Linked DNA regions of Mus musculus: region 2 is linked to region 1. The links are chromatin contacts, called in public promoter capture Hi-C maps. All regions are on one chromosome and are shown on one strand. The core of a region is the stretch at or near the end of the contact, and the rest is flanking DNA. Distances in the headings are between cores, read along the strand shown. Region 1 holds the start of Mpzl2 (myelin protein zero-like 2). Region 2 overlaps Tmprss4 (transmembrane protease, serine 4).

The links. Promoter capture Hi-C pulls out the DNA fragments that hold promoters and counts their contacts.
Region 2: a promoter capture Hi-C map of liver shows a contact between it and region 1, with 3 times the contacts expected there. The contact joins the enhancer-like site here to the promoter of Mpzl2 in region 1. A contact is called at or near these places in 4 of 39 promoter capture datasets (embryonic stem cells, liver and macrophages), 1 of 484 Hi-C or Micro-C datasets (bone marrow-derived macrophages), 2 of 115 datasets of contacts at active chromatin or transcription factors (bone marrow-derived dendritic cells and microglia) and 3 of 9 other capture datasets (adipose tissue, liver and macrophages).

Annotation. Positions count from the first base shown.
Region 1 is chr9:45,040,368-45,043,846 of GRCm38.p6, forward strand. Mpzl2 (myelin protein zero-like 2) reads left to right here and starts at 1,977. Exons shown (of 6, transcript NM_007962.4): 1 at 1,977-2,427; 2 at 3,333-3,479. The coding sequence starts at 2,370.
Region 2 is chr9:45,180,493-45,183,971 of GRCm38.p6, forward strand. Tmprss4 (transmembrane protease, serine 4) reads right to left here. Exons shown (of 13, transcript NM_145403.3): 5 at 2,686-2,815; 6 at 158-259. Among named protein-coding and RNA genes, the nearest start is that of Gm39327, 13 kb to the left of the region's middle. Within about 2 kb of position 1,524, at least 39 of the 459 cell types and tissues checked have an H3K27ac peak or open chromatin away from gene starts, as enhancers often do. A contact at or near this core is called in adipose tissue, bone marrow-derived macrophages and liver, where this site is marked.

The sequences.
Region 1 (3,479 bases), core at 727-3,226:
TGTTCTTCGGTTAACTCCACCTCTCACTGAATTTTGCAATTTGCTGTCAACTTAACCTTTCCCTGGCTCTGTCTGTTTGGAATGGCGTTTCTCTGCAAAGTCGAAAGCCAACCAAGATGAAGTTTTCTTTAACTCGCCCCCCTCCCTACTCCCGGGGTTCCTGGAGCTGACCCTTTTCTGACCTACCTACAGGGAAGGCTACATCTGCCCACCATGTAAGTGCCACTCAGCAACCCAGAATTTTCAGTTTGGGCTGCTCAGAATCACCTAGACTCTAGGTCCTAGAGGCTGGCGAAGGAGCCAGACACTCATTACAGGAGCGCTTTGGTGCCAGCACGCAGCTGACCTCCCTCTGGGGCAGCCCCTGCGCTCCCCAGAGTAATGAGTAGGTTTGGGCGAGTGTCTGCCCGTTTGTTCCATCTCTCCTCCACACTTTTCTTTTTCCTTCATGTCAGTAATTTACCCCTCTTTGGGTGGAATGCTTTTATTTTATCGCCTGCTCGATAGGACCCAGGGTCCTGGGTACTCACTTTGTCCTTGAGCTGCTAGACCCCTAGCCTGACGTTTCTTTATTTTTCTACCCAGTCTGGCCCTTGCTTCCCTCCTAGCAGCACCCTTTTTACCGGGGTTCAGATAGAAGACTGTGGTACGGATCACGGAATAGTTTCTAGATAGCTAATCCAGGGATAAGGGCGATTCAATTGTATTCAGTGTCCCATCCCCCATCTAGCTTACTTCTTTAAAAATTTAAATTACATTTTAACTAGTCTTTCCCTCCCTCTCCCCTCCCCCACCCCGTGTCTCTGTCTCTCTGTTGCATGTGTGCATGTGCACCATAGCGCGCGCGCGCGCGTGTGTGTGTATGTGTGTGTGTGTGTGTGTGTGTGTGTGTGTGTGTGTGTGTAGGTCAAAAGGCAGTTTTCAGGGTTTGATTCTCTCCTTCTACCACGTGGGTTCCTTAGACCGGACTCAGGTGGCCAGGCTCCTTGGCTTGGTGCCAATACTTATGTCGTAGCCTCCACCCACTTTTTAACTGCATTCGGTCTTGGTTGCCTCTGTTTGCCAGCTTGCTGTTGTGCCTCTTACCAGATGAAGCCCTTTATCTCCGCGTTTCAGGCCTCTCAGATAGGTGGCTGTCCTCAAAATGGCAGTTGAAATCTGGGGCACAGGAAAGGTTTTCTTTTCCTTGAGAGTTCACTGATCACCCCTATCAGGCTTTTGGTTTGTGGGCAGGGAACTCACGCAAGTCAGGAAGCTTCCCATGGGGCTGTGGGTGTAGCTCCGTGCCAGAACACTTGCTTAGTAAGTACAAGGTCATGAGTTTAGTCCTGAGTATTGCCAAAGCTGGGCAGTGACTCCCCAACTTCAAGGTCCAGCCTGGGCTACATGGTGAGACAGTCTCAAACAATAACATAGAACACACAAAGATTATGGGCAATTGCTTCCCTCCTGAGCGTTTTTTTTTTTTTTCCTTCCAGTACAGGGTTTCTCTCTGTAGCCCTGGCTGTCCTGGAACTCACTCTGTAGACCAGGCTGGCCTCGAACTCAGAAAGAACTCAGAAATTCGCCTGCCTCTGCTTCCCAAGTGCTGGGAGTAAAGGTGTGCGCCGCCACCGCCAGGCTCTAAGAGGTTACTCTTTACGCTGTTAAAATGGTATTCCTTTCCATAGGATTGTGGAGAGAAAAGGATGCCCAGAAAAGTCCTTTGCAAACTGCCCTAAGCTGGGAGAAAGGAGCAGGGGAGTTGCTCTGAGCTGAGAAAGGAACCAGCATTGAGACTTGGTTTCTTTCTGCTGAGTCTCAGGAGAGCCTGTTCACACCAGAGGGTCTCAAGGAATTCCCAGAACTGATGGGTGCGGTGAGTCAGGCCCTAGGCTGATTCCAAGGACAGGAATCACTGCAAAACTTTCAATGTTCACTTCCTAGGCAAGACTAAAGTCTGTTTTAAAAGGGTGTGTGTGGGCCAAGTTCAGAGCAGTCTGGGACATTTCAAACTGGCACCACCTCCTCTGGCTGCTTGTGAGGCCATCCGGAGGCCAGGGCTCGGTCAGATGAACGGAAAAGTAAAGAGAGGACCGCAGAGTCTGAGACCTTTGCGCAGAGGGCTGGAGTGTGGAGAGGGGCGGGAGGGAGAATCAGGAGGAGGGCGCTGGGTGCGGAGGCCCCACCTTTCATTCCAGAGCTGTACCGGCCGGGGCGGGATGAGTCACGACTGGTTGGCTCCGCTGTGCGCCTTCCCATAGGTGAGGGACTCGGACCTCTCCGTGGGTAAACTGTGCCGCCTGCTCGTCCTAGCCTTGGCCTTGGTTGGGTGCTGGAGTCCTGGGTCTGCCGGGTTTGGCCTCTGGGGCCACGACTGGCTTTCCCTGATGTATGGCAAGAGCCCCGCGCTTGTGCTTCCACTTCTCCTGAGTTTACAGCTCACAGGTAAGAACTGGCGGGCTTCTAGGATTTTCTACCATTGCCGCCCATTCTGTAAAGACAGAGCTCATGGCTTGAAGAAATCTCAAGGGCTCCGTTGGGAGATCGTGCCCCAACTGCAATTCGTTCTAGTCCAGACTTCGCCGAAACTTCAGTTCGGTGGGTTGCTTTGGGGCAGTACTTTGGGCAAACAGGTTTAGGTGTGTTTGGCCGCCCGTGATTGAGGCACACAGAGGGCTTTCTGATCTCAGGTTACACACCATCTTTGTGTGGCTGCTCTCAACCTCGGGCTGCTGGCTAGATTTGGCCCTTGGATTTCCGTGGGAGGATTTTGTCTGCGACTCCCTGCAGCACCAGAGAGCAAACCTGGATTGTCAGAGCGAGAGTCCCGCTGTGGTTTTGAAGCTGTCCCAACCAATGCACGTACCAGACTTGTAAATAAGCCACGTGGTGTAAGGCTTCCAGGGGTGCAGGCAAGCGCAACTGCTGGGGTGGATTGACCTGCAGGCTAGCAGCAGCCCCAAGTCTACATGTAGGAAAACTTCCCTGCTTGGAGACTTCTTTTTTCCACAAAACAAAACAAAACAAAAAAACATACTGTGTTGCTTGATCGTAATACGCCACGTCTGACCAACGTTTGGATTTTTGTTTCTTCTTTCCATCTCCTTTGCTGATGTTTGTAGTTTCTGGTTATAGTTCTGAAATTGGTGCGGTAAGGCTGTGAAGAAAGTGAGAACACCAGGTAGTTTTACCTCTAATTGGCCCTCGGGATGGGAGGGTCAAAGCTGTGTGCAGGCAGGAGTATGTAGACTCCTGGTGAAGTGAATTTGAAGGTTGGCTTACTTGGAAAGTGTCAGCGTTTTTTTCTCAATGATACACCACTGTTAACCTCTTCCTTCCCTCCATTGCAGCCCTTTGTCCTACAGAAGCTGTGGAAATTTACACCTCCGGGGCCCTGGAGGCAGTCAACGGGACAGATGTTCGGTTAAAATGCACTTTCTCCAGCTTTGCCCCTGTGGGAGATGCGCTAACTGTGACGTGGAATTTCCGACCTCGAG
Region 2 (3,479 bases), core at 274-2,773, 140 kb after region 1:
CCCCTGAGCCTGAACGTGGAATCCCAAAACCCTGGACATTTAATGAGCTGCTTGGCTAGTTCTTCCCGTTGTCTGGCTCGTGTTCCCCTGCTGCAACCTTGAGCCACTTCCCAGTGTTAGTTAGCCTCTGCAGGTCAGAATGTCCCCTCTTGCTTACCTGCTTCCATTCTGCACCTGAAGTTCCTGGCTGTTTCCTGTGACTTGAGCAACAGGGAGGTTCTGATCTGGACGGATCTCCACTGCTCTGAAAGCGGGCTGGCTGTGGTAGGAAGAGTGAACTGTGAGCTGGGGCAGAGGATGAATTACATGGCAGAAAGAGCCCCTGCTCCCAGAGGAGGGGGCACAGGTTAGTGGGGCACGGCTGGCTGGCTTTGCTGGATAGCAGGAATAGTCCCCACATCAAGGCAGGCTGCCGTGGCCTCGCTTTCCTGGGCAGGGACTCCTGGCCCAGAAGTGGAGCTCTGCAGAGGACTAGGGGCCTGCTTTCCTCACACCCAGCTCTGTCCCTGTCTCAGATGTCCCAGTATCTCGTTAGGGTCACATCAGCAGGAGCAAAGAAGCAAGGGGACCCAGATGAACTCCTGTCTCAGCACAGAGGGAACTGGAGTGTGGACATTTGGTTTTCCATATAAGGGGCCTGGAGACAGGAGAAGCCTGGATCAATTCTTATAAGAGTCTGGATGGAACTTCCTGAAACTTGGACCGCCCTCTCCCTTCCTTTCTGCTAATCCATGTTTGTCTTCTTTCAAACTCCATATTCAAGTCTTCCTCCTCCAGGAAGCCTTCCTTAACTATTCTGTTCTCTGGCTCTTTCTTCACTAAATTTTCGTCTTTTGGATTTCCCCCTTCTTCTCCAGTCTGTCCTCTCAGGTCAAGCTTTGCATAGATATCTGGGGTCAATTCATGTCCCTGGCTGGCTAGTCCACACTCAGATAGGACTGCAAACACTTTCTTGATGAACTAGGTGCTGGAGCTGGGATGACCAGAGTCTGTCTACAGAGCTCCCAAGACTTAAGTTCCAATATGCCGGATTTGACACCAGTTTGGTGTGTGACCATGGGCAAGTCATGTTTGTCCTATGTGTCTCCCCAAGTCCCAATTTTCTCCATAAAATGATGCATGAGCCAGGTGGTCCCTGACTCCTACACTGGACCACCTATGGCTTTGCATTCCTAGGTCAGAAAAGTTTCCTTCCAATCCAGGTAGGAAAGAAAGCAGAGAGATTTGAGCAGAGAGTTCTGACCCAGAAGGAGAGAGGAGGCTGTCAGTAAACACGCCCAGCAAAGCTAACCTGGGCAGTGATGTAATGAACTTTGATATCCTAGAGCTGAAGAAAGAGGCCAAGTGGTGCTGACTGGTGCTTCAGTGCTTTCTAGAAGTGTAGGAAATCTGGGAGTCTACCACTTTAAGAACCTCAGGAAACTCCGGGTTTCATAACTGAGACAGCCTGCTGCATCTGGTCCAGCTGACGCTGCAGTGGGCTGGACTGCAGTGGGGGAGGGGATGGCTGCAGGGGAAGTAGAGGACAGCAGGTACTGGGCATGCTGTCCTTGGAAATGAGGTGACAGGTGTCCCTTTTCTAGACAGTGCTGGGAGTTCTCCTCCTCTGGAGGGAAGAGAGCAGGACCTTTACAAAGAAGGGTCAGAGGGACAGAGGTCATATGGATTCATTCTGGCTGCCCAGAACATCTACTGTACAAAACCTTGAGGCTGCTTTAGGGATCTATGGGGAGAACTGTGATCGACAGGCAATGTCTGTCTGAGGCAGACTGCTAGGGAGAGTGTGACCCCTGCCTGCAGCAGATCACCTGGGCTCCTTTCAGGTAGGCTCCTCGAGGGATCAATTCTCACTCTCCTTTCCTTCGCTGGTGAAGCCTTGTGAGTAGAGAGAATTCGATGTACAAACAGACCACTATGAGAACTCATGGTGTCCAGGAATGGGTTAAAGCAGGTACAGATTCTAACCTCTACCTCCCAGCTTCTGCCTGAGCAAGCTGCTTCTTCTCTGAGAGCCCGCTTCTAACACAGATTTAATAATAACCATGCTTTGAGCTGTCTGCCAAGATCAAATGAATATAACTATATGTAATGCTAATTACCCTTCACATACCTTCCTACCACTCCTGCTTCGCACTTCCATGAGAGAACTGGGCCTCTGGTGATGGCCCCAACAGAACCAGGCTAGTCCTTGCTATTTTTGTTTTCAAGTGCAGAGAACAGAACTCAGGGCTTTGCACGTGCTAGGTAAGTGCTCTACCCCCAGAGCTACACCCCCAGCCTTCCTGCCTGCTAAATTTTAACCTAGATGACTTTGCATATGAAATGTTTTTTGTGTGTGTTATGGTTGGGGAAGACTTCTCACGAAAGGGCAAAGGAGAGGAAGTTGGGGAGAAAAGAAAACTCTTATAAGATTGACATTAGTAACTCTGAGGAAACTGACGCTGGGGAATTATCTCTATGCTCTTTGTTAATGAAAGTGCTGGGATTCAAACGTGGTTCTTTATAAATCCTGTGTCTGTGTTTTTAGGGAAAGGAAATAGGAAATAAAGGAGGGAGGGAGGGAAGGAAGAAGAGAGGCAGGCAGGCACAAAGGAAGGAAGGATGGAAGGAAGGAAGGAAGGAAGGACGGCAGGCAGAGAGGTTGCTGGCGTGAGGTGACAGCTTCCTATGGCCCCGATTGAGTACCTGTCATAGCCCATCTGTCTGCAGGCTGTCTTGGCCAGTGCTTCTGTGAAGTTGTCGAAACAGACTGAGGCCCAGGTCCCTGTGGCTGCATCCAGCACCTGCAGGGTGGATCTGTCCTTGGAGAGCCGGACTAGGAGGGAAGGCGCCTGGGTCAGCTGGAGGGTAGGGCCACTTTATCCAAGACCCTTGGAACATGTCATGAGACCAGCCCCCTCCCTTGCCGCTGCTCCCCAACCCAGAACTGAGGACATGTTCAACCTCAAGGGAAGTTCTTCCAGTTGACTAGAGCCTAATTTGGATGGCAGCTACGGGAAAACTTGACCAGCTGCCCAGGGACAACGACTGACAGCCTCTCTTTCTGCTCAGATAAGTATCAGCTTCGATGACCACTGACAAAATTGCTTTACCATGGCCTACACAGCTCCCCTGGTTTGGGGAAGCATCTCAGCCAGGGACCTGGTAGCTTCTCTATGAAAGGTCAGAAAAGAATTGGAGTGAAAACCTCTGTTGGTGTATTGGTATGAGGATGGCAGGCACCCACAGGCATTTGACTTTACTAGTTAAGAGCCAATGCCTGGGACATCACTCAGCCCTGCCCCTCAAAGGATCTTATAACTATCTTCTGGGCTAAGTGTTAGTGGGTCAATCCAAGCTGGAGGAGCCCAGCTTTTATGCTTGAGACACTTGCTCTTCAGTCACCTCCCTCTGTCCTGTTCTCTAGTATGTCCATGAACAGAAGGGTGGCTGGCTGGCTAAATGACACGGTGACAACCTTTCTAGTCTCCTGGAGTTAT